6 separate regions of the Mus musculus genome follow, and regions 1, 2, 3, 4 and 5 are each linked to region 6. Evidence: chromatin contacts called from public HiCAR-type, HiChIP or PLAC-seq and promoter capture Hi-C data. All regions are on one chromosome and are shown on one strand. The core of a region is the stretch at or near the end of the contact, and the rest is flanking DNA. Distances in the headings are between cores, read along the strand shown. Region 1 overlaps Itgb8 (integrin beta 8). Region 2 has its middle 110 kb from the start of Abcb5. Region 3 has its middle 62 kb from the start of Abcb5. Region 4 has its middle 18 kb from the start of Abcb5. Region 5 has its middle 84 kb from the start of Abcb5. Region 6 holds the start of Tmem196 (transmembrane protein 196).

What was found. Promoter capture Hi-C pulls out the DNA fragments that hold promoters and counts their contacts. HiCAR-type assays count read pairs that join an accessible place to other places. HiChIP or PLAC-seq counts read pairs in DNA pulled down with a chosen protein or histone mark.
Region 1: a HiCAR-type map of astrocytes shows a contact between it and region 6, with 2.9 times the contacts expected there. The contact joins the enhancer-like site here to the promoter of Tmem196 in region 6. A contact is called at or near these places in 7 of 39 promoter capture datasets (the 3T3-L1 cell line, 3T3-L1-derived adipocytes, the C10 cell line and 4 more) and 4 of 115 datasets of contacts at active chromatin or transcription factors (astrocytes, embryonic stem cells, fibro-adipogenic progenitors and 1 more).
Region 2: a contact with region 6 is called in an H3K4me3 HiChIP or PLAC-seq map of stem cell-derived neural progenitor cells, with 5 times the contacts expected there. The contact joins the enhancer-like site here to the promoter of Tmem196 in region 6. A contact is called at or near these places in 5 of 39 promoter capture datasets (the 3T3-L1 cell line, hippocampal neurons, liver and 2 more), 3 of 115 datasets of contacts at active chromatin or transcription factors (astrocytes, embryonic stem cells and stem cell-derived neural progenitor cells) and 1 of 9 other capture datasets (adipose tissue).
Region 3: a contact with region 6 is called in a promoter capture Hi-C map of second pharyngeal arch cranial neural crest, with 7 times the contacts expected there. The contact joins the enhancer-like site here to the promoter of Tmem196 in region 6. A contact is called at or near these places in 15 of 39 promoter capture datasets (3T3-L1-derived adipocytes, the C10 cell line, cranial neural crest and 10 more), 1 of 484 Hi-C or Micro-C datasets (gonadal supporting cells), 3 of 115 datasets of contacts at active chromatin or transcription factors (astrocytes, embryonic stem cells and stem cell-derived neural progenitor cells) and 1 of 9 other capture datasets (macrophages).
Region 4: a HiCAR-type map of astrocytes shows a contact between it and region 6, with 6 times the contacts expected there. The contact joins the enhancer-like site here to the promoter of Tmem196 in region 6. A contact is called at or near these places in 9 of 39 promoter capture datasets (the 3T3-L1 cell line, 3T3-L1-derived adipocytes, cranial neural crest and 5 more), 1 of 484 Hi-C or Micro-C datasets (bone marrow-derived macrophages), 3 of 115 datasets of contacts at active chromatin or transcription factors (astrocytes, embryonic forebrain and stem cell-derived neural progenitor cells) and 1 of 9 other capture datasets (adipose tissue).
Region 5: a promoter capture Hi-C map of second pharyngeal arch cranial neural crest shows a contact between it and region 6, with 6 times the contacts expected there. The contact joins the enhancer-like site here to the promoter of Tmem196 in region 6. A contact is called at or near these places in 7 of 39 promoter capture datasets (the 3T3-L1 cell line, HPC-7-derived erythroid cells, liver and 3 more) and 1 of 484 Hi-C or Micro-C datasets (bone marrow-derived macrophages).

The regions. Positions count from the first base shown.
Region 1 is chr12:119,162,215-119,166,449 of GRCm38.p6, reverse strand. It overlaps Itgb8 (integrin beta 8), which reads left to right. Exons shown (of 14, transcript NM_177290.3): 13 at 2,950-3,113; 14 at 3,211-3,647. The coding sequence ends at 3,333. Among named protein-coding and RNA genes, the nearest start is that of Itgb8, 74 kb to the left of the region's middle. Within about 2 kb of position 1,994, at least 73 of the 459 cell types and tissues checked have an H3K27ac peak or open chromatin away from gene starts, as enhancers often do. A contact at or near this core is called in 3T3-L1-derived adipocytes, astrocytes, fibro-adipogenic progenitors and 1 more, where this site is marked.
Region 2 is chr12:119,072,828-119,076,777 of GRCm38.p6, reverse strand. No RefSeq gene overlaps it. Among named protein-coding and RNA genes, the nearest start is that of Abcb5, 110 kb to the right of the region's middle. Within about 2 kb of position 1,482, at least 19 of the 459 cell types and tissues checked have an H3K27ac peak or open chromatin away from gene starts, as enhancers often do. A contact at or near this core is called in stem cell-derived neural progenitor cells, where this site is marked.
Region 3 is chr12:119,026,444-119,030,490 of GRCm38.p6, reverse strand. No RefSeq gene overlaps it. Among named protein-coding and RNA genes, the nearest start is that of Abcb5, 62 kb to the right of the region's middle. Within about 2 kb of position 2,105, at least 28 of the 459 cell types and tissues checked have an H3K27ac peak or open chromatin away from gene starts, as enhancers often do. A contact at or near this core is called in second pharyngeal arch cranial neural crest, where this site is marked.
Region 4 is chr12:118,982,473-118,986,443 of GRCm38.p6, reverse strand. No RefSeq gene overlaps it. Among named protein-coding and RNA genes, the nearest start is that of Abcb5, 18 kb to the right of the region's middle. Within about 2 kb of position 1,538, at least 5 of the 459 cell types and tissues checked have an H3K27ac peak or open chromatin away from gene starts, as enhancers often do. A contact at or near this core is called in astrocytes, where this site is marked.
Region 5 is chr12:119,048,847-119,052,849 of GRCm38.p6, reverse strand. No RefSeq gene overlaps it. Among named protein-coding and RNA genes, the nearest start is that of Abcb5, 84 kb to the right of the region's middle. Within about 2 kb of position 1,514, at least 7 of the 459 cell types and tissues checked have an H3K27ac peak or open chromatin away from gene starts, as enhancers often do. A contact at or near this core is called in second pharyngeal arch cranial neural crest, where this site is marked.
Region 6 is chr12:119,944,859-119,949,259 of GRCm38.p6, reverse strand. It overlaps Tmem196 (transmembrane protein 196), which reads right to left and starts at 3,133. Exons shown (of 5, transcript NM_001294154.2): 1 at 2,640-3,133. The coding sequence starts at 2,786.

The DNA of each region.
Region 1 (4,235 bases), core at 745-3,244, 780 kb after region 6:
AGAAAATGAATTATCTAGAAGGACTTACATGAGCCAAAAATATAAGTTCACTGTGTAGAATAATGTCACTAAGAGCTCAGGAGCTATGGTTTCCCTATATAACCTAAATTTGTTTCTTCTGCTCACTCTTCACATATCTACAAAAACTTTATTCTCCTGTTTCAGGTAAAACACTAAAATTTTAAGTGATCATCTGCTGTTGTAGTATACCTAAGATCTAAGCTGTAAAACCACCTGTGAAATACAAGCTATACTTGCAGTCAGATCTTTGGAAACGTTCCTTTTGATTCTACTATTTCAACAAATAGAAAACCCAGCCCTGGAGAAATAGCAGAGTAGAAATGTCCTGCACATCTTATGAGTCTGAGGTGTAGCTCTGTTGGTAGAGCACTTGCCTGGCATAGGTAAAGCCTGTGTGCAATTCCCAGCACCACATGAAACTAGGCATCAGGTGACATATGAGAACTTGGGAGTTGGTACCCAGAGATCAGAAGTTCAAGGTCAGCCTCAGATACATGGGGAGTTCAAGGCCATCCTGAGCTATGTAAAATTCTTCCTATTAAAAGGGAAAAAAAAGAAAAAGAAAAAGAGAAAAGTGAAAAGAAAAAAACAACAACTTTGAGGTGGATAATTCTGAATTTGACACAGTGGAAAGAATGTGTTGCTTTTAAGCTAAAAACCTTGGTCTAAAATATAGTAAAGTAAGAAATGTAAGCACTTCTGCAAAATTTCTGTGGGCCTATATCTCATGTACAAAATAGAGGATAAAAAGTGTATTGAATAAAAGGTATGTTTAGTACCTCAAATCAAAGAGGATGTATAATGGGAAAGATGTGAGAGCTATGCTCAAAAACTACTTTTAAACAAAAATTTACTGGAGCACTCCCAAAAGAACTCAAAACACTTTGCACAGGTCTAAGCTGTAAAACCACCTGTGAAATACAAGCTATACTTACAGTCAGATCTTTGGAAACGTTCATTTTGATTCTACTATTTCAACAAATAGAAAACCCAGCCCCGGAGAAATAGCAAAGTAGAAATGTCCTGCACATCTTAGTTTCCCATATTTCATTCCCTTAGCCCACAGTGAATTTGGCTCAGAAAAGAGTCCCATGTGCTGCCAGCTCAGGCTGCAGCAATCTCTCCAGAAAGCCAAGTGCCTTTCTAATAAAGAGGGCCCCTACATATCATTAATTAAGTTAAGTAAACACTACTCTGACTTAAGTGTTGTTGCAAACAGTGTTCCCTTAAAACTCCTTAGAAAAAGACCTAGCCTGACCTCAGCTAAGAAAAGCATGACCAGAGGCAAATGTTGGATCATCATAACAACATTGGGGAAAAATGAATACAGACTTGAACCCTCAACGGGTCCTCTGGCTAACACATTCATAATATTTCTGAAATGTATCAAACTACAAGACTTCCCTCCCCTTAACAACTATTATGCAAGGAAAGGAAAAGAGCATTTGTTAGGCACCTTAATTATTTGTCCACTCAACCACTCTTACAGGGTCTTCTTTCAGTCTCTCTGGCTAAGCTCCCATCAGGCAAAAAGCCAGGATAGGGATCAAGCCACGTGCCCCTCTAAGGATTGGCTTAGCTGATGGAGTAGACTAAGTCAGCCAAGGGATATCACAATCTGTCAGGACATAAGCTATGAGGGTCACTAACCTGAAGGAAAGAAGCTGTAAAAGATCAAATAGCACCACCTTTGGACACACACTTTGTATTCTGTACTCATAATATCTTTAACAAGGAAGCATTGTACCATACTGGCATCTGATGTTCCCATTTCAATGAATAGGAATGGGCGTGTTTTTTAACTCCACAAAGTCTTTTGTCACCAATCACAAACAATGGTCTCTATTAAGTCCACCTAGTTGTAGAAGATCTCTTGCCCCCATTATTGAAACCTTGCCTCATTTAAGAGGCATGCTGGGTTAGCATTGAGCTTTGGAGCCAGAATCAGCTATGACTGGATGCTACTATGCTCATGGCCTTGGCACATCCTCTCTCTAGATGCTCTTTCCTAGGCAACTGCAGCATTCAGACCAGGTCCCTGAAGCGTGCAAAATGGGTGGAGAAACACATGCTTCAGTCCAGGAAGTGTTTTATGAATCTGGGGCAGCTTGTGAGCTCTGTGGAATACCCACTATTGTGCAACCATATTCCTCAGAGACTAGAGTAGACCTCAGGCAAGCACAGAGCTTATACAAATTTTTCCAGTGAGAGTTTGCCAGAGATCTGGTTCTAAAACAAAGGTCTAGCATTTTCCCTCTCCTAACATGGCTTTTCTTTCTTCAGCAAGTGATTATTGTTCGAGGAAGAACACATAATGAATTTGTGGAGGCAAACAGACTAGATTAGTGAAGTTAATTAGTAAAAAGTGAGACGAGAGATTTGGGTATTGTCCAAGATGCAACACTCCTACTTCTCAGAGTCATGATGTCTAATAATAATGAAATCTTACACCAGGGTTTAGAGAAAATATTTATTTCCCTATTAGAGTAGTACTGAGTTTGCTTCTGCAGATGTTTACTTTATTTTCCATTACTGCTGAGCAATAAAGGAGGAGAAAGCATAAAAGGAAAAACACATGCTGAATGCTTGGGGCTGCTCAATATCCTTTTTAAATCATGTTTTCCACATAGTACTGAACTGTACACACCACTATAGCTCTCTCAGTCACTGTTCTAAACAAACTTACATATGGGTAAGAAATTTTGACATAGCAAGCTACAAAAAAATGAAATATTTTAATTGTGAATATTCTCCAAAGAAGGGTTCACTGTTTTGAGTAATCAGTAATGTCAACCTCCTATTGTGAAAATAGAGACTTGTAAAGAAACCTGCTTTTATTATAAGAATGTAAACTATATTTATTTGACAGAAAACTTTGGTTTACTTTAAAAAAAATTTTAACCCATTAACTTGTCTCCTTTCTTGCAGAATGTTTATCTGGCCCAAGCTATCTGCGAATATTTTTCATCATATTCATAGTCACATTCTTGATCGGGTTGCTTAAAGTTCTTATCATTAGACAAGTGATACTACAATGGAATAATAATAAAATAAAGTCCTCATCAGATTATAGAATGTCTGCTTCTAAAAAGGTTGGTGAACTCGGAGGACAATTATATTAATTATATGTGACTGTGCACTTCTAACACTCAGCTCTGTTACTAATCCTAATATTTCTTCTCCATCAAGGATAAACTGATTCTGCAAAGTGTTTGCACGAGAGCTGTAACCTACCGACGAGAAAAGCCTGAGGAAATAAAAATGGATATCAGCAAACTAAATGCTCAGGAGGCCTTCAGGTGCAACTTCTAAATAAGATTAACAAACAAACAAAAACTGTTGGAAGCTGGATGGTTTTACAATTTATTCTAGCAAGTATAATATAAAGTCACAGGAGAAGACAAATTATATTGAAGAGTGTGCCATGAAGACTGGCAAGTGTCTTCACAACCATATGACTCACTCAGCTGCTGAAGTTTTCAGTGAACTATGTGTCTTACTACTGTTGGAGACTAGTGTTGTAGCACTTTATTGTAATATATAACTTATTTAGATCAGCGTAGAATGTAGATCATCTGGGAAAGCACTGATTACACTTTACAGGTACCTGTCAGCCCTGAGCTTCACAGACAAACACGAGGCTATGGAGCAGGTTGCAGGGTGTCACCACCACAGACTGGTGATCCTTCTGTACAACCTGCTGATGAAAAGCATCCAGGAGTAGTTGAAAGCAGTCAACCACACCCGGCAATTGGCATTGTCGAGCTGTGTACAACCAGCTGAGTAAGGGTTAGGCTTTCATTTCAGTTTGGGTGAACAGATGAACTTTAATCTAAGCGGTGTTGCTTTTGAAGCTGTGCAGTTTTGTGCATGCACGGGTCTGTTTTCTTCTCCTTTGAAGCTGCGTGGCTTTGTGCATGTACAAATCTGCTTTCTTCTCTTTTCCAAAATGGATTTTGACTCCAACATCTTCTCCTTTTTGCATTTAAATTCTGTTTTTCTTCCTTTGGAATAAGTTTATAATGTCACAAATGACTGGATTAAATAAGTGCTAAGTTACTACTGCCATAGAACCTATATGACAATGTCACTTTACTAGAATACTGGTTTTAAAGCTGAATGTTAATAAGGGTCACTGTAAGGTGTCTAAGGTCATCTAAGTCCATAGCTTCTTTGTCTGAAGATAGTTTATATATTCTTACCTGTCAAACTGG
Region 2 (3,950 bases), core at 233-2,732, 870 kb after region 6:
GAACATTTAGAATGAAGATAAACATTTCACAAAGGCACCAAGAAGAAGACCAGTGGATTTTAACAGTCATGGAAACCAAGAATTGTCATGAGGTTATACTACCAAGTTTAACTAAAGAAGGAAAAAAGCATAAAATGAAGAAAAACGGTCCAATTGCTTTGATTAACAAACTGCTACAATTGGAATCATTTGGCTGAAAGTATACCTTTTTCAAAAAAGAAAAAAAAAAACAGTAGAAATTAATCTTGAATCTCAATTGATTCAGAGATTATAGAGGCCATCAAGTTGGCTTCAACAAACCAAACAGCCTCAATACAGATCTTTGAGATGCACAAAGCCTAAAGATCCACAGAGTTTGTGCTTCCAAGAACTGCCTCCTGCTATCTAGGAGAGGTAGAGGGTAGAGTTTCTTCCCTGTGATGAGGGTTCTTTGATAACTGTGGAGCCTTTTTCAGCTCTTAATGAGTTTAACTCTGGGAGCTAAGGTGCTACTCCAAGCCAATAGCTTATGAATTCAGTATCTCATACCCAAGAAGAAAAGGGAAACAGACAAGGAGGAAAGCAGAGTAACAGACTATTTAAGGGAAGTAAGAAAGAACTCACTTTTAGAGAATGGAGGAGCTTCCAGGAGGACTACTACTATGCTGCCCTGCCCACTAGTCTTTTGGCAAGAACTGTATGGAGATCAAGGTTGTCTTTATTAGGGCTGGTCATTTTTTATCACATTGAAGGCCAAGTCAGCAAGGAGTGCACCTGCTTTGTGTTCTGCTTCTCTGCTCAGACAGGCAGGTGATCCAGTTAGCTCTTGATCTGTTATAGGCCTGTCCTATCTAGTGGGGACTCCTTTCTCACCCAGTGGATCATAGACCCACATCTGTTGCATCAGTCAGTCCATAAAGCAGGCATCTACCCAACGAGAATTATTCTATAACCATAGGATCTACTGCAAATTTTAGATTGGCTCATGACCAATTCTTCTCTCTTCTTTTTGTCTCTTATGCTTGTCCTTCCACTGTATTCTGGAAACACATAACTTCTCTGGTTACACACATTCAGAACCACAGAATCTCTCCTGTGTCAAGATAAAATATACCTCAAATCTCACCCCTGCCTGATTTAGATGTTTAAATGAACTTCAGACTTTGGCATTTGTTCTGAAAGGAGATGGGACTTTGGGGACTGAGAAAGAGTGATGCATTTTCAAGTGAGAATGTCATAAATTTTGAAAAAATAGGAAGGATATTATAGACAGGGGTGCATTCTAGAAAAAGTAAGTGAAGCAGAGGAAAATCTGTGAGAAAGAAGCATTTTAGAAAGGGCAAACTTGGGACTCACTTTTATGTAACCTAAGGGCAAACAGACTTACTTTTATGTAACCTAAGTTCCACATGCTAAGAAATGCTTGGTTGGGGGAGAGGGCGCTTAGACAGAAGGAAACAAAGGCCCATTCAGTACTTAGAGGCAAGTGTGGCCTTTTCCCTCTTTTCTCTAATATACTTAACAAAAGTGTGATGTCACACAGAGCTTACTGAACTGAATAATTGTAGGATGCCATGGTGCCCTCAGCATTTGAATTCACACTCCTACTCAATGGGTGGTTTTTTTCAGAACAAAGGTTTACTTTACATAGTTGTTACAAAGCACAGTGAGATTTGAGAAAAAAAATATGTGGCAGTTGAAGAGAGTGCCTACGCACAAAAATTAATAATATCATGGCTTATGGATGAAGTGCATAGAGCAGCTATGCTGGTTATAATATAAGCCATATTTAGTCCCCAAGGAACAGTGAGCTACTTATGGGCTTTCTGTTTTACAAAACACAAACTTAATGTATGACAATGGGAGCCTGGGCTGATCTAGTTAGTGCCTGTAGATCAATGGAAAGAATGAAGAGCTGAGACTGAGGACAGGAGGAATGCTAGTTTGCTACTTTTTGGTTTTGGTTTATTGTTGTTTGTTTGTTTGTTTGTTTGTTTGTCTTGAACCATTTTGTCCAATTTCTTTCTGATTAGAAAAATATAAGTCAGATCAGCTATGAGGTTTTTGCAAGTTCATTACATGCTGTGCCATAGCAGGACTGACATATGCCAACTGCAAATTGTCTTCCAGCTCTCAAAGTTCATGATAAGTAGAAATTTTTGTGTGACAAAACTTTTTCTGAAAAGATACAACACATACATCTACAACAGACCAAAGTATGAATATCACCAAAGTCCAGCTTGGTGAACCAATGAGTTTTATTGGGGTTACTTATAGGAATATGGGTGAGGAGTTACTTTTACATTAGCAGAAATGATTGAGACAATGGCATCATCAAAGCTATTCCCAGTTGGGAACCTTACAGCATGCTGCACAGCCTGCAGACAGTTCCACAGCTTAGATAGTGCCCTTTCCAAGTAACTCTGGTCCAAACCTCTGCTAGCAGATCTGCTGGCTTTTGCTCCTTCTAGGCAGTTGGTTTGCTCTCAAAGTCATTTTTAAAACTAGGCTTGTTTGAGAATCTTGGCAGCTCAGTTGCACTTCACTGAGAGAGACTCTTAGCTTTTTATTTTCTCCATCAGGGAGAGGTCTAGTGATGCTAATCAGTTTCAGGGACTTCCTGGTGCTATGTTGAGTGGTTTACCTTCCTGTTTAAACTCCTGTTTAAGGAGCTTCCCTGAAGGATGAAATGTTTCTTTCACTCTCAGAGAAAACTGTTACAGGATAGGGAAGCAAACAAGTATTCACACAAATACAAAACCAAGGTACTGAGCTGTCTTTCTGCTGTTTGACAAATGTCAATTTAGTGGGTACTGGAAGCTTCCAACAGTGTGAGGTAGAAGGCAGGCTACAGTATTTGGCCTTGTGTCTTGCTTCCTGTGGCAAACCTCAGGTCAACCATAACAAACACTATGAATTTATTCAGAAGTGTGGGGCCTTTCTGGAGCAGTAGACTCTTTCCTTTGACTAATATACAAACAGCAACTTCTTGTTATCTACTGCAAAGCAGACACGGAATACTTTCCTATAGTCTGATATTGACTCGACCTTTTGGATCAAGAGGACTTACAGGGTCTTCATCCATGTTTGGCTAGAACCCCTGCTCGGCCCCAGAATTAGCTGGGAAATGCTGTTTTCTCTCAATCTCAACCTGCACAGAGCAAATTCCTGGCTGTCATGTCATCACCTCTCACCTTTGCATTTACAGCAAGAGTGTTTCCACCTAAGAGTGTCTGCCTAGGGGCTCAGTTTTGACCATATTTAGGCACAACTCCAGCCTCTAGCTGACACATAATCCCCCCTCACCTAAGTTCTATAAAATCCCCTTGCCTTCCCCAGGACATTCAACTTTCCTGGCCCTGATCCATGGAGGAGCACCTAATAAACCTGCATTTATCTGCTTTTAATCTGCTCTGATCTGGCCTATATTTGTGTCACTGAGAGAGAAAAAGCCTATTAATGTGCTCCCTAGAGTTCTGCTCCATGGATACACCATCTGATAGTAGATACCAGTACCTTCTCTGTATTCCTCTACACAATTGTCTTGGCTAGTCATACCATCTTAACCAATCTTATAATTGAAATGACATCATTTCAATTCACAAACCATTATTTTGTTGTAATTATATTACAGAATCTCAAGGCATGCCAGTTTAAAGAAGGAACTCACAGACTAATTATCTACATATCCCCACTGCCATGGTATTGATTACAGGTACAAAGTATAATATTTAAGGTAAATGCTCTGATAGATAACATAACCAGAATAGGAAACAGTTGAACTGAAACCTATATTCAAAAGGATATTTGCTCATTTTGTTATCAAACTTAGAGGCTCACAACTTATGTCCCAAACTGGGTCCACCTACCCATCTTCAATAAACAAATTAAAAGAACCAAATTAGATGTAGAAAGCAGAAAAGAGATTTATTCAATACAGTCACATCAAGAAGAGGAACAATGAGATCCTG
Region 3 (4,047 bases), core at 856-3,355, 920 kb after region 6:
AATATCTTATGTCTGTATGGATGTGTCACCCATCAATAATAAGTCTAATGGCCTATGGCTTAGGCAAGAAATAAGCGGTGGAACATCTGGGTGGCAGAAAAGATACCGAGGTAGAGCCAGGCATGGAAAGATTTGTTCAGGAGGTAACCAGAATGTAGATAAAATAAATTGGCTATATTAAGTTATGATCTAGTCAGAGAAGAGCCTCACTATATGGACAAATTATTTGTAAATGTATTTTGAGCCTGTGTCCTATTTCTGGAAACATGGGGCTGGGAGATAGAACCAGACCTAACTTCTACAAAAGGCAGGCAGTCTTTGTTACATGAAGAAGACTTTAGAGGATACTGAGATGGAAAACACCTGGGAGTCAGAATGTGGAGAAAACAAACTTGTTTTGACACTAAGCATGTGTTATATCTGCCCAAACCCAATGACTGCAGTGATGCTTAGAAATGTAATATTGTTAATCACTCATTATGTGCCATATGATAAGCAATGTGCTCAGCACTATGGACATTCCTGTCACCAGAGGAGGGTCTCAGGTATTGCAAAACATGAGGATTTTACCAGGCAGGCAATACGAGTGAAAGTTCAGATTTATTAAAACTAAGAGAAGACTCATAGAATACATCTTACAAAATGGAACAACCAAGCAACCACATAACTTGAGCACTTTCACTGAGTTTAGGCAAATGGAAGAAGCTGTATATTGGAGGGTATGGGTGGTGTTGAAGTGGATTCTTAACCTGATTAACAGACAAGCTGTTACATGTCTCTCAATACATCTCATAATTTTAAGCATATACATGCTCCCATCAGGCATGTACAGGAGATGCTAAATAGGGATTTCTCCTCACAGGTCTACTAGGACAAATTCACCTTTGCTGTACCCAATTCTACTTTAAGCAGGCTTTGTTTATTTCTCCTTCTCCCAGGAAGTGGCTGACTCCAGATTACCATCCCATGGGGAGAAACTGGGTGTGGTCCTGCCTAGACAATAGGCACATTTTTCTAAGAGCATTTTTCTGAGCTCTCTGGGCCCCCTTACATTGGTCTACCTTACACAAGCACAGTCTGTAGCCTATGAGCTTGAGTTGCCTGAGTAAGCTGGTCACTAGATAATAGGTCTTTTCTTACATGTCATTGAAACTATTATGATGGAAGAGAGAAGATATTAAAAACTTTAAGTTAGAAGATTTAAAAGTGATATTTCTGAGGAAATTGTATTAATCTAAGAAGAAGTAATAGAGAAACATCAGCAATTCTTTTTTAATATTTTAAGTATAAATTAAAACTTCATTTTATATTTTATTTATATATATTACATATGTGCATGTTTATTATGAAGTAATTACTGTAATTACATTGATACATTACTAGAAGCATTACTGTACAATGGCTAATACAAATAATTAAGGCTCTCCTTTCAAAAAGTTTATTTTTATGAAATATGAAAATTCTCCTGGTAGAAGGGGAAATAAACAAGGCCTACTTAAAACAGAATTGGGTGCAAGGGAGTGAAGGTGAGTTCACCCTTTCACACCTCACTGCAGGGTTCTTAATTGTCATTGTCCTCATATGACAGCAGTTAGTTAATATTTCACAAAACGTTAGCAACCTAAGAGGAAAAGAGGAAGGAGAGGCTTCCAGAGTCTGTTTCTCCATGAATATTCTTCCATCCATATGTAGTGCTAATAATACGCATTTCTAAAACAGGAATTTGGATCTGTACTACTTATGCCATCAGGTTTTTGAGAATGTACCCTTCCTATGAAACTCTGGATAAGAACTGGACTCAAATTTACCTTCTAATGATATATGAGCCAGTCTAGGGAGCTTTGCAAACAAGTAACCTAGGACACAAATTACACAGATTAACAACAGCCACTTGTTTGTGAACCAAAAGGGGGGAAAATTAGTAATTTGTGTATTTTGGTGTATTATGGGAAATTACAGTTTTCAACATCTATAATTTTCTTCATGAATGAAGCTTCAAATGCATCAGAGGGGAATCCCTGAGTGCTTGCTAATGCTGTGGGCGATGACCACAGTTACTTCAGGTCAGCTCACACAATCCTTCATTTTGTGAAACCAATCACTCATGGTCACTCAATGTCTTTCACATTGATTCCAAACAAAGGCATTAACCAGGCTTATTGTTCTCAAAGGTTAAAATACCCACAAAAGCATTTACATCATTGCCCAAGTATGCCTAGGTCATAGGAAGAAGCCCAAGAACATGACCAAAAGGAGACTCCTAATGCAACTAACCAAATGAGGAAAAATTCAGACAGTAGTCCTGTCCTGGGTCTCTGCGCCAGATATATACTTCTACAAAAATATATACTTTTACCAGAAAGCATTGTTTAGTATAGTCTTCTCTAAGATATGATCTAAAACAGTGAGCTGCTTCAGAAAAGCTTTGGGAATTCTGAGACCTGCATTCCCGAATAGTTCTAAAGGAACATCAACACTCTAAAGCTTCCGAGAATTCCTGCAGCTCTGCTTAACATTTCCCAACCCACCCAAACATTTTGCACGCTTTGTAACCCAACACCTCTTACCATCTGTGGAGTCTGCTCCAAGAAGCAAGACACTGGTGATTTTCAAGATATACTTTGCAGAATCCTCTCAGGGATTTCCAGGAAGGCAGAGAAAAGAGTACAGAGACACTGAAGGAGCAGGAGGGGTCAACAACCCACAGCTCCACTTTGAGTCCTACTTTCCAGAGTTGACATGTAGCATCGTTTTGAATTAAGAAATCTATGTCCCAAAATTATCTTGTGTTTATAAAGTTCTTTCACTAGAAATGAGATATTTGTAGTCTGACATTTATAAGCCGACATGTTGTACATGTTACAGGATTGCATGGAAGCTCAGCAGAATTCATAGGGTAGTTTCTTGCTAGGGACTGAATTACTGTGAATGAGTACTTTCCAATCCTTGCTGGGCTTTCCAAGAGACAGAATTAATTGTACTATTAATTCAGGCTTGGCTTGGTGACTTGCTTTGACTAAAGGAATGTCATATGAATTTGTGGTTTATTTATGTCCTCAGGGCTTCTCCACAATGAGAACAGTAGGCCTCACACCATGGGTGCTTATCAGGCATTAGAAGCACATGAAGGCCAAATGGGACCAACAAAACTACAACCCATGGCTAAGGTTTGAAGGTTGTTTGTGGGCATAGTAAAGGCTGACAGGAGCAATTTAAATCGAGTGCCTTTAATATTACTCTCATATAAAAATAATAAGATCCAACAAAGAGGATGCTGAACTTTCTGCTACCTTTGCAATTAACTTGAATAACTTTCAAAAAGTGTAATAATGCTTATTCCTCTGTATACTCAGGTACCATTCTCCTTTGTCTAATGGTAAATCTTTGCCTGTGTCACAGAATAATAATAATGCCAATAATGCATTGAATATAAATTTCCATCAAGGGATTCAGTGAATTTTTCTTTGTCCATGAACCCAAATGCTGTTTTGGGAGTTAGAATTTAATATAAAAAATTAATATTTGTTATCTGTGCCTATAATTGTTTTCAGAGTCCTTAACTGGGTCAAAATTAAAAGTCAGCTATGTCTAATCAAGCTGTAATTCAAACAAGAGACTTTCAAACAAACACACATGAGAAGTCAAAGGAAAAAGAAAGGTTTCCCTTCTTCCAAAATGGTAAAACTACATCCTGCAAATGCAGATACACAGATTGAAGCTTCTGAGGTTTATGAGACAGTTACACAAAAGGTTTCATTGTAAGTGGAAACACTGGAATTATTATAGTAAAAGGAAAGATTTTTGTTTCTAATCAGCTTAGAAAAAAAGTTCTCTACCAAGTTATCACCACTAGTATAGGACAAGAGTTCTTAGTGGTTTGGGAGAGGATTTGGCAGTTAAGACACCTGCTGCTCTTGCACATGGGATTTGGTTCCTGTAACATGGCAGCTCACAAACATCCATAACTCTAGTTCCAGGGAGTCTGGTGCCATCTTCTGGCTTCTGCAGACACTGCATTCACATGATGCACATGCATACATGCAGGCA
Region 4 (3,971 bases), core at 289-2,788, 960 kb after region 6:
TTTCCCTTTCCCAAGGAAATTAGATTTATGCCTTTCTTTTCCTTTTATATTACACGTAGCCCAGGCTGGATTCTAAACATTGGCTTATTTAAACTGGCTTCATATTAACATGTGAATGGCTATGCATATAATCATGTATAGGCCCATGTACATGAATACACACACACACACATGCTACCACACATAATCTGTATCTATCTGATTTAAGACCTCTCTATTCAGATTCAGATAAAATTGAAGAAAACTCAAGCCAGTCAATGACAAATAACAAAGTAAACATTAGAATATTACTTCCTCATCTTTAAGATGAAGCTACAGAACCATTTTTATGATATTTTGGTAAGAAGCTAATGAGCAATTGTCTAACTCTACTTAGCACCTACAAAAGACTGAAGGTTCTGTGAGCAAGATGGAGTCAGGAGAGAGAAACCCAGTGATTTGGGAATATTTTTACATTGTTGTCTGGTTTCCAGAACTCTTTCATACATAACTCCACCACCCCTATACAGATGCCTTTGAGGTAAATGACACAGGGTATCAGTCAACTTGACCTGAGGTTCAGCCTCAATCTGCTATTTTGAGCATCTGCTCACAGAGTCAACGAATAAACCTGAGCAACCATGGATCTGGGAGGATAGGGGGCAATTCTCCCTGCATCTGAGATAAGCAAAGCATATCCCTACAAGCACCTATAAACTGTGACAGTAAAGGTGAATCTTGGATCTGTAGAAAGACAGCAGAACACAGATCAGAACATAGATTTTGAAGTAGGCAATTTAGCCATTCCACTTGAATAGCTGCATTATCTAGACAATAACATGTCTTCTAAACATCATTAGACTCATGTAAAAACAGGGCTAGTAACTCAGTGATTTATAATATTACTTGCATCATAATATTGAATATTTGTTGAAATTCCATATAATTATTCTCATATTTCAGAGAATAAGTGCTTATCATGGAAGCTATTTCTACCATTGCAGACTTTGAGAACAAAGCATTTTTTCCCCTAATATAAGCAGATGAAGGGATAGTCAACACTACACTCACTTAAGGAAACAGGAGGCATGCAGAGGCTGGGCCCAGATCACAAAGAACTCAGTGGAGGTGTTGGATTTCTTCCCTAAGACCCAACCCTTCTCTAGAGAAATTTCTGTGGTTCTTTCATTTCACTTAAAAGGGAAAAAAAAGGCAAAAAGAAATATCTTCCATTTGAGGAATTCCCTTGTAGAATTTCATGGTTTTGTCCCACACTCTCTTGGGTCTAGAAAATGACTTTGTGTTCCTATGTTTAATATTCTGAGCCTCTGATAAAGATGGATTTTTGTTGAGTTTAAGGCCCACACAGGTTCCAATTTAGAACCAACCCTAAATCTTTTGCGGCTTTCAGTTAGTCTTGGCAGAACACTTTCAGGGTGGGAGGATTCTTAATGGGTTTCTTTAAAGAGATTCTTTAAAGAGTTCATTTAGGCTCAAACCAAAGTAAACTAACCATTCTATTCCCATGGATTTTAGAGAGGGGGGTTAGGCTTCAGGAGAAATGTGGTAAGCAGAGCCTGCTGAGAACAGAGCTGATTGATACTGGTGGCCATGAAACTGCAAGTCTGTGGAGTCATTAAGGAGGTTTTTTTCACAAAAACCTTTTTAAAGTAACTTTTATTCCTTTCTGGTTGCCACATCTTACAGATGTCAGAATGCACCCATGCATGAACCTGCCTGCTGAAAGATCATTGTGGTCAAAATCAATCCTAGAAACATGAAATCACAAAATGAACGTCTGATAGAAGCTTTACATTTTTCTTGAAATGGCAATGCAAATTAAAACTCTGACACAGAATAAATAATGATACTTTCTAACTATTGCTCCCTGCTAAAAGGTCCTCCAGGCCCTACCTCAGATCCTTGCCTTATCTCAGACAAATATCTGAGGTTGTGGAAGATAACAATGTTTTTCTCTGATGCTTCTTCCTCTTCTTCACAGTTTTGATGTTATTGTGTCTGAAAATGTATATAGTTTAGCAGTTTTTCATCCTCTGAATTATAAGAAACTTATATTCTGCTCTTAATTTCTTCTCATAAATACTTATAAGAAAGAATCCAAATGAGAGTTTTTCTTGAATGGACTCATGTTTCAAATATAGTTTAAAATTAAAAATAAAATGTTTTACATTAAGACTGTTTGATATTATAAACCAATAATTCTGCAAAAATCAAGCAAATTTTATGTTAATCAAACTATAAATGTTTTTAAATATTTTCTTAAAGCAACAGTGTTTATGTTAAGACAAGCTCAAATATATTTTAACTATTTTAAATTGTTTAATAGTTGCTTTGTTTTCAGAATTATTGACATTTACCATCAAATAATTTAGCTTTTGTTAGTACAATGATAGATAGATAATAGATAATAGGTAGATAGATGATAGTTAAGTAATTAAATAAATAGATGATAGATAATAGATAAATGATACGTAGATAGATGATAGATAGATAGATAGATAGATAGATAGATAGATAGATAGTTATATTGTTAAATAATAGATAGATGATAGGTAGATAGCTAGATGATAGATGGATGGGCGGATAGACGGATGGATGGATGGATGGATGGATGGATGGATGGATGGATGGATGGACAGACGGATGGATGGATGGAGATTGATAGATAGTCAACTGTTTTAACTAAAATTAAAGTGGTAGTACCTTAGAACACAGGTTACTCATTCTTCAAGGTATTTACCTAGAAGAAATGAGAGCCATATATTCATACTGCACTTCCATGTCTCCTACAGTATCACTCACAAAAGCTGTGATATGGAAATGAACCTAGTTGTCTCTTAATGTACAAATAGATAAAGAAGATGTGGTATACATACTATAGAATACTATTTAGACATAAAGAATAAAATTTTCAATTATAACATAAAAAATATGTTAAGTGAACCTGAAAAATATATTATGTGAAATAAGTAAAAGACAGAAAGGAAGACAGCACATGATCTCACTCATATGTGGGATATAACATAGAAGTTGAAAATAGAACAGCAGCTACCATAGACCAGAGCAGTGAGGATATTAAAAGATTAACCAGTGGGTTAAAAGACTATTACATAAGACTATTTGAAAAGAAGAGTAAGTCCTGAGGTTCTATGGCATAGCAAGGTGAATATAACTAACAAATATTTATCAGCTAAAGACAAAAAGAAAGAAAATAAAATTTAGTGACTCAACAGCTAACCAAAAACATTTGGAGAAACATTTTTAAAGATTTTTATTGGCATAATTAAGACTACATGATAGTGGGTCTTATTGTGACATTTTCATAAATGTGTAGAATGTATTTTGGTCATGTTTATCCCATTACTCTCTCTTAGTCTACCCCTACCTACTCCCACGAAAACCCTTCCTCTTCTCAAATAGCTCAATTCTACATTCATGTCTTTACTTATTTATTATGTATTTACCATGACTCAGTGAATTTCACTGGGGTTGTTCACAAGAGTATGAGTGATATTATTTTGGGGAGCATAAGCAACTTGCCAGTGGCTGCATCAATGAAGAAAATGTCTCTCCCTGCACCAACAACCTATAAATCCTCAGGGTTGTTTAGGCTTCATAAGATCCTCCTCCTTAGCAACAAATTCCCTGATAATAAAATGTTGACAGGCCCAATCTTATACAGGTCTATAGGCTACATAAGCTACGGTTTATATACTCTACAGCTGCTGTGAAATCAAAAAGGTCATAGCCAGGCCATGTCCAGGAGAAAGCATTCTATAGCACTCTGCCCCTTTCTCCAGATCTCACATTTTTTTCAGCCCATCTTTCATGATGTTCCCTTAACCTTAATAATATCAATGTCTTATTTACAGCTGAGCATTCAACAATCGCTATAGTCAGAAGTTTGGTCAACTGTAAGCCTCTGCAATAACTACCATTCACTACAGAAAGACATCTCTATGACAAAAGCT
Region 5 (4,003 bases), core at 265-2,764, 890 kb after region 6:
GTGATTTTGCAACTACCTTCAAAACAGCAAAATTTTAAGCAGTGATAAATAACAGGAGGAGAGTTTTCTAAAATTATATCTTTGTTAATTTAAGCCATAACAATAGAGTTGCCTAATATTACAGGCTGTAGAATATTTTTACTGATATGTTATTTGATCCTAACAAAATTCTATCAAGTAGATAGGATGAGTGATATTTTTTCCATTTATAAAAGAGCTTATGAAAAAAATCTAAAAATAAACAAACATGTTATCAAAGGGTAAATAACAAAACAAGGTTCCAAAGGCTGGACTCTGGGCCATTCATGCTTATTGTAAACAATAACAACAAAAAAATAAATGACAAGCCACCTCCACTATCTTCCTCAGAGCACAAACAAGCAAAAGCATTTCATTTTAAAAGCATATACTACCATGGAAAATGCTTTTCTTGTAACCTGAAACACAGTAGTTGTTTAGAGAAGAGAATCTTTGGGGAATTTTAGGCAGCACTGAGGGAGAAGGATAGGAGGTTTCCTTAGCATTTCCCTCCATGGAACCAAAGCTTTTTTCTTATCAGGGCACTGCAGAAATAGTCTAGATAAAGCATTACCTTTCAAGGAAGTCGAATAAAAAGAGCATGGAGCAGGCTGGTTGGCTTCTTCATGCCTCCTTAGAGTTCTGACAAGCCCTGATTAGCATGGAAGTACAAAGATTATTTGCATCACCTAATTACAGTATCATGTATTGCCTGAACCTTACTAAACAAAATAATAGCTCCAAATCCTCATGTCTACAGAAAATATTTGGAATGAAAGACCCTGATTTACAAGAAGTTTTCTAGCTCATTCTGTGACTATCCCCAAGGGGATTAATTAAAGAAAAACACATAATAGATGAAGCATTTCCATTTTAGAATTTTTAGGCCTCATATACATCTCCAAGTAGGATAGGGGGCGGAGTTATGGTAATTTTCCTCTTATGCAACACAACCCTGAACTGTGCTAAGACCAGCAGCAGCAGCAGCTTCCTGCCATCCCAGGAAATAAACAGTTTCTAATGAGCTCTTTTGCAGCCATAGCTGCTCCTAACCTTAAGAGAAGCTTGATGTTAAATGATATTTTTAAATCCATTTATTTTGAGTGGCCAAAGGGCTTCATATAAACAAAATATATTTTCTGTTGACTGTTAAGCAGTAACCAGCAAACAACATTTGTTTCAAGAAGGCAAATTAACATTTGTTTCAGGAGGAAGCATATTTTATATTATTTTGCTTTGGGGCTGTAACTAATCACAAATTCCAAATATTATGCTCTTATATAAAGGTTATAAGAAGGTTGTTCTTTTAAGAAATTGAGAATGAGCAAAACCTCCTAACAATGATAATAAAAATGGAAATAAAAAGTAATATGGAAGAAAGATTCTACCGTTTATTGCTTTCCCTTTTACAAAGAAGTTAATCGGACATTCTGTTCCTTGAACATAGCAGGCATCCTGTGTTTCCTGTTAGACCCCTAGGGAAGTTTGTAATTATGTAATTATGTCCATCGTTATGACAACAGAAAGTAACAATTGAGTCCACTGGTAAGCAACATAGATCAGGACCGAGGAAGAAAATTAGAAAGCAGAGATAGCATATTTTAGCAAAAGAAGTGCAGTATGCAAATCAACTATTTTTAAAGTCCTTTCATTATCCTGAAGCAGATTAATGGAAGATCATGTTAACCTCCCAGATTACCAACAACAGAATAAGGTCATTTTCAGTGCTGCTGAGATGGTATGAAGATAATGGTATAGTACTGAGCATAGCTGCCTTTCAAAGGTAGTGAGAACTTGAAGACATAGTTTACATAATGTGGTCAGGAAAAAAATCTGGTGTGGTCCAGTTTTCATATGAAGCACAGTTGACAATATTTATCAAAAGGCTTCTGCCTTTTAATTCTCTAGCTGAAATATAAAAATTGAGACATAGTATATAAAAAGATTCATAATAATACTAAATTCACCCCCAATGGAGGAGCTAGAGAAAGTACCCGAGGAGCTGAAGGGGTCTGCAACCCTATAGGTGGAACAACAATATGAACTAATCAGTACCCCCAGAGCTCGTGTCTCTAGCCATTACATTTAATGGTACTGAGAACTTTTAGTCAACTGAAAAAAATCCAAAAGGGGATAAAAGGAGTTCCGATATAAAATATTTAATAGGACTTCTTTGTACATGTCTGTCTGTATTCATATATCAGTTTGAGGGAGTGGTATACAACCTGTGGTGTTTGAATAGAAATGGCCTCTATAAACTCATTCATTTGGATGCTTGGCACTATTAGGAGGTGTGGTCGTGTTGGAGTAGATATGAACTTATTATTGGAGGACGTATGTATCTGTGGGAGCAGGCTTTGTGGTTCAGATGCTTAATCCTGGGCTTGGTGGCATACAGTTCTTTGCCTATTACCTTCAGATCCAGATGTATAACTCTCAGTTCTTTCTCCAGCACCATGTCTGCCTGCATGCCACCATGCTTTCCACCATAACAATAATGGACTAAACTTCTGAATCTGTAAGCTACCTCCAAATAAACATCTTCTTTCATAAGAGTTGTCATGGTCATGGTGTCTCTTCACAGCAATAAAGTCCAATCTAAGACAAAAATGCACACATATGCATGCGTGCAGAGGACAGAGGTCTGTGCCAGATGTCTTCTTCTATTGCTCTGTACTTTATTAAGATGATACCTCTCACTGAATCTGGAGCTCACTTCTCGGCTAGAATGGCCAGCTGGCAAATTCTTCAGACTTCATAGATGAACACTGCCATGCTTGGGTTTTTAAAATAGTCCTGGGATCTGAATTCTTGTTCTCATACTAGTGAGACAGGTGCTTGGCCCACAGAGTTCTCTCCAGCCTCAAGAATTCTTATTCTTAATTCTTCAAATATCATCCAAACCCTCTTCCTTTTAAATTATAAAATTTGTTGACAGTGTCTAAGGAAACAAACTAAATGTATATATAAAAGTCAAAACCAGGCATGGTGGCACACGCCTTTAATCCCGGCACTTGGGAGGCAAAGGCAGGCAGATTTCTGAGTTCAGGGCCAGCCTGGTCTACAGAGTGAGTTCCAAGACAGCCAGGGCTACACAGAGAAACCCTGTCTAGAAAAAAAAACAAACAACAACAAAAAAAGTCAAGAAAATTTAGTTCATTTCAAGTACAGAATTAATGTAATTTATATATTGCATATATGCGTGTGTATATATACATGTTATATATATATATATTACTTAAGTTTTTATTGTGGTTTAAATTACAAATGTCCCCCATATTACCATGTGTTTGAGAACTTTCTATCCAACTAGTAGTGGTGTTTACAGAGAATATGGAACCTTTAGGAGGCAAAGTCTTGCTAGAGGGAGTAGGTCATTGAGGATGGCTCTGAAGTTTGATAGCCTGGCCCCACTCACATGTGAAGTTTATTCAAAAGAAGTCTAACAGCTTTCAAGATGAGCCAGTTGTGGCAATCAGGCTGGTAAAATGACTTTGTCAAATAGCAAGTCATGGGGTACAGAAGCTCAAAGGAACAAGGAACATAGAGCTCAGAATCAGAGAGGGATCCCTAAGGCAACCATCTTGAAGTAGTTGTGGGTAGGGAGAGGTGTGAATAGTAGCAGGAGAAAAGCCACTGTGTGCAGTAAGGGATGTGTCAGTGCAACCTGAGAGAACACACCAACTTTTTTTTTATTAAGTATTTATTTCATTTACATTTCCAATGCTATCCCAAAAGTCACCCACACGCTCCCCCACCCACTCCCCCAACCACCCACTTCCACTTCTTGGACCTGGCGTTCCCCTGTACTGAGGTACTTTGGTTTCTCCATCTATTGTAATTGAGAGTTTGGCTGGGAATAGTAGCCTGGGCTGGAATTTGTGTTCTCTTAGTGTCTGTATAACATCTGTCCAGGATCTTCTAGCTTTCATAGTCTCTGGTGAAAAGTCTGGTATAATTCTGATAGGCCTTCCTTTATATGTTA
Region 6 (4,401 bases), core at 1,884-4,383:
TTACTTCTCATACTCATCTCTGCAATCTTGGGTCAGGACTAGCTGCTCACATTTACTTCATGCTTATGATACACAATGCACTTTTCTAAGAGATTGTTCATTTTTCATTAATTGATAAATGTCTCAATCCTCTTTTTTACATGGGGGGATTGTTAGTCCCCCAACTAGTAATGGTAGATCTGAGATTTACATTCAGTTAATTTGTCTTGAGACCTTACCTCATGAGATAATAACACTGTGATATATTGATTTTAACTCCAGGAAACCTTCAAGGTCATCAGTATTGCCCATTTCAACTTTTCTCTTCCCTATTTACTCCTAACCTCTCTGAGGTCATACTCTTACCTCCATCAATTCTAAATTCTAGTATTCTTTGGGGTGGGTAATACCTCTCTGAAGACAGTATTTTGACTCATATTTTGTAGTTTCTGTAGTCACTAGTAAAATGCAATTCACATGTTGAACTCTCTATAAATATTAGTTATATGGATTTACCAGAGAAGAAATGAAAAGATCATCCAAAAATATATCACAAAAGAATTTGAAACCATTTCAATAATATGCTTAGCCACTTTACATTTTGAAAATCATGATTATTCCAACTGGGGATTTATTTCTTTACAAATGTATTTTTTTCTTATGACATGGAATTTAAAAAGTGAGTAATTATTTGAACATTTCAGTGTCAAAATAATTCATTCAGTTGAGTGAATGAATTTTTATTTTTCTTTTTACAAAACCATATTACAGTATTCAAAACTATTCTTCCAAGAATCTTGGTGAATTGTGCTTACTATAAAAAGCTAATTAAAGTAGAAAACATTATTTATAGTAATGACTAGATCAATATGGCTGATCTTTCTTTGAGATGATCCAAAAGTTTTTGCATTTGTGCATTAGCTCATTTATATAATATCCCGTTTGGAAGGAAAATATTCATTATGTTTAATAACATAGTTATTTAAAATATCTTAAGATAAAATGGTTTTAATATATTATTTAGAGGCAGTTTACTTTAATTCACTCAATTTCTTGTGTTTAATGAATGGGAGACATGAGGCATTTTTTTTGAGCCATCAGAACATATTTCACCTCTTTTTAAAAATATGCTTGCATTGTATTTTATTTTGATAGTTGGGCATTAGAAATTTTATTAATAATAATAACCACAATTCTCAAAATACTTATAACCACGTAATAGATGTGGAATTTAAGATGGACCCCTTATTCTTTCAAACTCAAAGTTATACTTACATTGGCAACATTTCCATATTAAAGAACAAGATAGTTAATGTGGGTTGATATAAACTTATAGAATTCAAAAAAAAGATTCTAGGGGTAATTTAATGCTAGAATTGTTCTTTTCCTTTTTGTCTTTTAAGTTGTTTAATCTATAAACATGTATCATACCTGAAAAAAAGTATAAAAGCCAATTATTCAAGGTACAATTTCACAGTACTCAGAGGGCTGGAACACCTTTTATGAATGACTTTGGAATGGATTTTCTTAAATTCATAAATGATCTTTCTCTTAGTAATTTAGTGATGAAATCGTGATTGTTAAATGGAGTATGGATTGTCAACAGCAGAATAGCTCCTTAATAAATTATGCAGGAAATACAATCAAGTTAGAGACTCAGGTTGGCATGGCAGCTATGAGGAGCTAGGAGAGAGAGGGGAAAAGGAAGGAGGATCAACACACACACACACACACACACACACACACACACACACACTACACACACACACACACACACACACACACACACACACACACACACACACGAGAGAGAGAGAGAGAGAGAGAGAGAGAGAGAGAGAGCGCCTTTTCATTATCAGGTAGTTATTTTATTGATTTTGGTGGCTTCCTTGCAATTCTTCCTACATGAGCAAACAAAATGTTTGTTAGGTCTGCCCCTGACCTGAAACAAAACAAAACAAAACAACCCCCCCCCCAAAAAAAACCCAATATTGTTTTCTGAGTAGATAAGCACACTTTAAAGTGAGTTACTCTACCATTAGGATGGCATTACATTTCTTACTGCTGTTTGTTTAACTGGTGGCCTTGAACTTACAACAGAATATTCAGAAGTGAGTATGAGAAAGGTAGCAAGGCAAATTGAAAGCAGTGCTTTCTGAGACAATGCTCATCTTTCCTCAGACCTTTCAGAGGCTCAGCTCACTTTCCATTTTGGTCATATCACTGTTGCATCGGTGCACCTTGAGCATACTGCCCACATATAAACAGATAACTACCCCTTGCTTGCTCTTTGTACAATAAAATGATGTAACATTTTCAGTAAAAGACATAAACAAGTGAGTTTGCCCTTGTCAGGTGTAACCCTGTAAAGACTAACACTGGTCAGTCTTGCAGAATCCTCAAACTGACCCTCCTCCCCTCAAGTTTAAATAAAGCCATTCATTTTAGTTTTAAATCCAGTGAAGAGGAAAAAAGCTTCCCTAATACACAAAAAGACAATATAAACCAGCAGAGCTTGTCAATTGGAACCTACAGGCAGAGGAGTATTATAATATTGTTTTCCCAGGAGACAGTGACTAAGGCACGCACACACTGACCATCCCCGAAAAGAGGTAAAGAGAGAGTGAAATGGCTCAACGTACACACACCCCGCTCCATACCGGGGACGAGTCTCCGAGCTGCGGCGTGTGCTCTCGGAGAGCCAGGCTGAAGCTGACCGCCCCCACGGCCACGCTGGACACCCCCAGCCCTATCTCCAGCACAGAGAGCACCAAAAGGCTCCCAATGATCTGGCCGCTGGTGCACATTCTCCTTGGGTCATCATTCCTTCCAGCTCAGAGATGAAAGCTGATCATCTACCTTCTTTCTTCCAAAGTCCTCCTCAGCCCCTTCCGCCCCCTACCACAGTCCAGCTCCTCAAACTTTTCTTTCTTCACCAGCAAAACATTATCCACAAGGTCTGGATTTTCAGAACCAGAGAACCATTTCCGTGGGCCTGGCCAGAGAAGACAGCTAATCCAGCCCGTGGCGGGTTCACACAGGGACTGTTGAGCGATGGGTGGGAGTCCAGAAGCTTTTATTGAGGAGCCAGGCTCTGGAGAACGGACTCTGGATCGGAAGCCTTGCCAGTGTCGGAGGCGCAGTCCAGAGTTCTGCCGTGTCTCTGCTCTGCGCCCCCAGGAGCCTTCCGCACCTCTCTGGCTCCCTTCTTCCTGGCGGAGGAACCAAGCTTGATTTCCTAGTAATAAAGGGGAGCTGCTTACAACTCCTCTCCGCCTGTCCTCTCGCCTTCCCTCCTTTGTTTTCCTGTCTGCGCAAAGTGCTTCTGTGAGTCTCTAGGTCTCTAGGCAGAGCGGGTGGATGGTATTCAGCACCACGTTCCTAGCACTTGCTGTGTCGCCAGAAAAAGCGACCTTGTCTGATGGCCTCTTTCCGTCTGGATTTTTTTCCCCCGTTGTTGTCCTCTTCCTCCCCCCTCTCTTGAATCTGATTCTCTCTCATTGCTATGACCTCATTGGGGTTTAGGAGGCTAACGGAGGAGGGAGAATCCTGATGTATTTGTGGGTCTAGGACCAATACTCTTGGCTGACCTCTGATTCGCCCCGCCCCTGCACCCAACCTAAGTATCCTAAACTCGTTACTCCTCTACTCAATTCCTCTTGGGTTTCTGCCTCAGACAGGAGGGGTGGCTATGCCTGGTCCTTATATCAATATAGGCTCATTCTATGCAAAACTTTCCTCTACATGTACTTTTCTCTGGTTCAGGAGCAAAGGAAAACCAAGTGCACGGAAATAGAAAGAAGCCAGACCCCTGATTATACAAAGATTTGAGCGGACCCTCATTGGAGGACTCATTTATATCAGTGAGCCCAGACTGGAGCCTGCTCTTTAAGAGAGAGGGTCCATTCTGCTATCACTACTTTGTACCTTCTTATCCTAGAGGGAAGAAGCTGTCTGCTGGAGGCATATTTTCCTTGATAGCTACATACCTGAGAGGCATAGTCAGAAGCAGCTTACAGAGACCCTGTGTTGTTATCTCATTTCAGTTGAGATACATACACTTAAGTACTACACCAGAACAAGCATTACTTATAAACAGAGAAAAAGTCTGACCTAGTACAAAACTGATTTTGACCATCTTCAATTCTGAATCATTATGGCAGGGACTCAAGCGTGGGCTGTGTGATTTTGTTGCTCTTTCTGGTGAATTTTGGGAGCCTAGATATAGTGGAATTGCTTATATTTTACTGATCCCCCCCCCCCCCCCAGGAAACATCTCAAGGTGTTCTACTGAAAATTTTCTGGATGAGTTCTGAGTTATGGATTCATCAACCATCTTTCTCAAGAACTTATTCTTCAGTTAGAGATGCGTTGAAGGGAAATATAGACAAAGGGGACCACAATATGAGGGCATCTTTGCCT